Regions from separate parts of the Mus musculus genome. Here region 2 is linked to region 1. A link is a contact called in public HiCAR-type data. All regions are on one chromosome and are shown on one strand. Each heading gives the region's core, a stretch centred on a gene start, on an enhancer-like site or on the middle of the called end of the contact. The rest is flanking DNA. Distances are from core to core; before and after follow the strand shown. Region 1 has its middle 22 kb from the start of Gm52536. Region 2 has its middle 13 kb from the start of Gm46788.

The links. HiCAR-type assays count read pairs that join an accessible place to other places.
Region 2: a contact with region 1 is called in a HiCAR-type map of embryonic stem cells, with 2.9 times the contacts expected there. The contact joins two enhancer-like sites. A contact is called at or near these places in 4 of 115 datasets of contacts at active chromatin or transcription factors (all in embryonic stem cells) and 1 of 9 other capture datasets (embryonic stem cells).

What each region holds. Positions count from the first base shown.
Region 1 is chr2:169,100,185-169,102,737 of GRCm38.p6, reverse strand. No RefSeq gene overlaps it. Among named protein-coding and RNA genes, the nearest start is that of Gm52536, 22 kb to the right of the region's middle. Within about 2 kb of position 1,272, at least 4 of the 459 cell types and tissues checked have an H3K27ac peak or open chromatin away from gene starts, as enhancers often do. A contact at or near this core is called in embryonic stem cells, where this site is marked.
Region 2 is chr2:169,310,320-169,312,872 of GRCm38.p6, reverse strand. No RefSeq gene overlaps it. Among named protein-coding and RNA genes, the nearest start is that of Gm46788, 13 kb to the right of the region's middle. Within about 2 kb of position 1,277, at least 6 of the 459 cell types and tissues checked have an H3K27ac peak or open chromatin away from gene starts, as enhancers often do. A contact at or near this core is called in embryonic stem cells, where this site is marked.

The DNA of each region.
Region 1 (2,553 bases), core at 23-2,522:
GTTGGTTGGTTGGTTGGTGGTGGTAGTGGTTGTTGTTTTGTCTTTGGTTTTTCAAGACAGGGTTTCTCTGTGTAGCCCAGGCTATATTGGAACTTGATCTGTAGACCAGGCTGTCCTTGAACTCACACAGATCCACCAGCCTCTGCCTCCTGAGTGCTGGAATTAAAGGTGTGGGCCACAACCACCTGGCTTCTGTTTTAAAATACCATTTCTTCCCTTATTGCATTTACCAAATAGTTTTTCTTCCACATTCACAAATAGGAACTGAGACATAGCCAAGCCACCATTCATATTTATTGAGAAAGTCTAGTTTCCAGTTGAGAACCATCTTCCCCATCCCTTGAGGGCCCTCTACTTCAGCCTCCATAGCTCCTGTCATTTTGTTGCGTCTGGAGTTGTTCTTCTGGCTGTTGTTAGTTTCACCGGCATGTTTATATCTACGAGATCAGAAGTGGAAATTACATAAAATCTGAGGCCAGTTAAATAACCCCAATATCGTTCTAATATACCATTCAGTCGTAGTAACCAACTGCCCCATAAGGGCGTGTTAAGAATCAGCAAACTGGCAGAGCCATGAATAAACCAGTTTCTGCAGGTTTCAGTCACTGCTGTATTTCCATGGCCCAGCACATGACTAACGACTCAGAGAATAAACATTGCGGAGTGGTGGGAAGGAGGAACTAGAAAGCTGCCTGGTGCGTGCAATCACAGACTCCCTGGAACCCACGGGAGGAGTCAGTGCTGCTCAGAGGCATGCATGCTGTGGAGACTTACTGGAGAACACAAGAAGGGAAAGCCTAGAAGATTCTCTCCCCCAAGGGTTCTGGAGAAGTTCTAACCATGTTCACTCTGGAAACACTTCCGTGAGTCACCAGTTTTTCGGGATAAAGGAAATTCAATCTGGATTGAGGGCAAAGAATGCCTTCTACGGCCAAGATGGGAGGTGTTTCCTGAAGAGCAAACAAATGTCCCGGACCTTCCTACTGCTGTGGTAGACAGATAGGAAGAGGAAATGGGGGCAGGGCATGCTGGAGTTCAAGGGTAGGGCCCTGCATTGCCTGTGTAAAACCCTGGATTCTATCCAGTATCAAATAAAACTGGGGGAGGGTACTGCCTTGTGATCCCAGCACTTGGGAGAGAGAGAAAAGAGGACCGGGGGTTCACAATTATCCTTGGCTACATTGGAGGTCAGCCTGGGCTACATGAGATCCTGCCTCAACAGACAGAGCGGGAGCACAGTGGAGATACTGAGCCGGCAACAGGATGGGGTCAAAGTTCATGCAGCGTCTGCTTCCCCTCTCCAACAGGGACACCATCGCCCTCCCTCAAGATCCTATAAACAAGTGAGAGAAGCGCACCTTGGTCAGCAGCATTGACGTTTACTCTGTCTTTCTATAAGAAGAAAGAAAAAAAAAAAAAGAAACAAAAAAACTTTTCAAAGTACCTGATCGTACTGATCTATAAGGAAATTAAAACGTCGCTCCCTCTAGGCAAAGTCATATTCAAATTTTTAAAAAAAATGGGCTTTTTCTTCTCTGTGTTTGTGTGCCAACTTTGGGGGTCATCCCTCAGATGCCTTCCCCCTTTGGCTTGAGAAGTAGCCTCTCACGGACCTATAATTCTCCATGTAAGCTAGGCAGGCAGCCAGGGAAGCCCAGGGGTCCTTCTGCCTCTGCCTCCCCAGTGCTGGGATTGCAAGCATGCACCACCATGCCTGGTTTTTCACATGGGTTCTGAGGATGGAAGTCTAGTCCTTGTGCTTGCAAGGCAAATATTTCACCAAATGAACCATGGCCTCAGACACCGCCAACCCCTGGCCCACCCCCACCCCCACTCCCCCACCCACCCACCCCACCCACCCCACCCCCCCACCCCCGTCACCAGTCTCCAGCCCCACCTACGCCTCCCCCATCCCTCCCCTGCCTCTCCCACACACCACCACCACCCCACCCGCCCCCGCATATTTTAATTGGAGTAGACTCTGGCTTACAGTCTTTTGGCCTCTGGCATCAGCCTCGGTTCACGGTAGGGTCACGTCCTCAGCACCCCCACCACAACCCCGCCTCTGCCACTGAAGCTCAGGTCTGAAGGCAGAAATTCTCTCCAATAACATCTCCTTTGACTTGGAGGATGTAACTCAAAATCACATCGGGTGGAGTTTTTTAAGTCTGGAACTAGGAAACCCGGGGTCACAGCAGCAGTGTCCCAGCCTCCTTCCACCCTGTCATTTCTCCATATAATTTTCCTTCCCATGACCATCAAGTGGTCCAAAACTGTTGCTGGAAGTACCCGCTGCCATCAGGTATCATACGATCCGGAAGAATGGAAGGAGAGAGGCATAGAGTCGGCTCCTTTTAAATATATTCCCACATAATTAAACAAAAACTTAGATTCACAGCCCCAGTGTGCTGCAAAGGACTCTGGGAGGACTTGCTACACTGGGGGCTGTTTTGTGGTACTGAATAACTGAAGGTCAAGTCTAGGGAATACGGGGAGGGGCGGTTTCAGGTAAGGAAATTATCGGTTCTCCCACTCACTCCAGTATGGCTTATG
Region 2 (2,553 bases), core at 28-2,527, 210 kb before region 1:
TTGCGTGTGACTTTGCTGGCCCTACTGTTACGTTAGTATTTGTAACACACCTGAACATCCCTAAAGCTGTGGACAGACTGTATAGCATACACACATACACATACTCATACATACACACACACACACACACACACATACATATATACATACACACACACACATACATACACATGCATATATGCACACACATACATACATATACACACATACATACACATGCATACATGCACACACATACATACATATACACAAATACATACACACATATATATAGATACATACACACATATACATACATACACACATACATATATACATATACACACATGCATCCATACACATACATACATACACACATACATACATACACACACATACATATATACACACACATAATACACATATACAGAGATGTCAACAGAAGACAAACATTTCAAAATTCCGAAGGTGCTGGATTTTTTTGTGTTAGGAATGTTCAACTACTAAAACCTCTATAAACATTCCAAAATCTGGAAGCAAAACTCAAAACTTCCAGGCGTGGACACTTCCATACCCACAGGTTTCACATGCAGGCCCCATCGGACCTGAGGGCCTGTGTTTTGACACAAATCCTCCCCTTGGGTTCTGCTGCTGGGAACACAACCTAAGGCACTTCTTTTTAGAAAGAATTTTTCCTGCCATGCAGGAAACAGATAGCAGAGTCATGTGTAAGTGTCCAGGGTTATCCAGATGTGAATGACATGGCCAGACAACTGAGCATGCTCAGAGAGTATGCCACGCACGAGGCAGCCCCTATGAGATGGGATCCCAGATACGTATAGCACAGCGAATGAGGAAGAAAAGACCATGAAGGGCAAACTCAAGACGTATGCAAATTATCTCTCAGGAGCCAAGCAGCTCTTCACCGTGGAGAGCGAGCGGATGTTCTTAGAATATCAGTTAATAATAGCAAACATCCCCGCTAACGAGGGCTGCAGACACACAATAGAATTTAATCGCCGGTACCACAGCCTCACAATGGGAAATTACAATGCCCTGAATAGAATAGGTTTCATTTTTCAAAGTGAATATTTTGCCTTTACAATCTCTCAGTGCCAACGATGCTCTTGGATTAGAACTGATTAGAGAGTCTTTTATCGAGAAACAAGGCTCTTGGCTGTTTACACAGATTGCTAAAGCTTTATCCAACTGAAACAAAAACTCTTTACACTCCTCTCCATCCTGCCTCTCCCAGAGCCTTTGATTATCTAGAGAGGACTTCCGCTGTCTGTCTGTTTCAGCAAGGCATCAAGATAGGAGGAGAAACAAGAGCTCTAGGGAGGTGCTGAGAGCTGAGATCCACTCCACCCACCCAGCACTTGGGTGGGTCCCAGCATCTGGTTCATACTCTCCTGGAGTGACTCAGTACTTACAGATCCATACCAGGACCTACTGCCTGCCAGGCTCCGTTATAGGCGTAAGCCTAAAGAGTAGCCCATCCCAGTCTCTGACCACATAGATTATAAAGTGTATTCCTTGCACTGGTAAAATTAGGGGGTAAAGCAGAAAGAAGCATATGTTCCTAATGGGTTTTCTTTTCAATTTCTCGGTATTCTGTAAATGTCTGCCTTCTTTCTAATGTTGTCCATTGCAACTCAACTGTGTGTTGTATGTATTCTACAGAAATCATTATGTATGATCACAGCAACTCATTCTTTTTGCCTCTTAAAACGGATTTTGAGAATTTCATGCACAAGCTCTCTTTACATCATTGCTGTCCCCTCCTTCTCATCCCCCAACTCCTCCTGTGTTCTTTCCGCTCCTCGTGACCTCACCTTAAACTATTAGTGTCAGATATATGTATGTGTGTGTGTGTGTGTGTGTGTGTGTGTAAAAATATAACCTGCTGAGTCATTTAGCATTGCTCGTGTGTGTCCTTGTGTATACCTGTGTATACATGTGTGTTTGTGGTGTGTGTCTGTGTGAGTACATGTGTATGTGTACATGTGTGTATATGTGTGTATGTGTATGTGGTGTATTTGTGAATGTATACGTGTGTGTGTGTGTGTGTGTGTGTGTGTGTGTGTGTGTGTGTGTGTGTGTGTGAGTGTGTGTGTGTGTGTGTATACACGTGCGTGCGTGTGAGTGTTTAAGGCTGGCCACTTGGGATTAAGTAATTTATGAGGGGACTCATTCTTAGAGAACACTGATCCTTCCTCTCTCAGCGTCCATTTACTTGTAGCTCTTCATCTAGGGATATAACCTGGAGCTGGAGAGGTGAGACAGCGGTTAAGAGCACTGACTGCTCTTCCAGAGGTCCTGAGTTCAATTCCCAGCAACCACATGGTGGCTCACAACGATCTACAATGGGAGCCTTGCAAGATCTCCTTCCCCTTCCCCATCTATCTGACATGTTGGCTGACGTTGCCATTGTGCAAGTCTTGCTTAGGTGACCATATTGTTGAGATTTCCTGGATGCAACTCTCCTGACACAATTAGATGACATCATCTTCCTGCAGGCATCCTAGGCCTCTGGTCCTCACAACCCTCCTGCCCACTCTTCCATGATGTCCC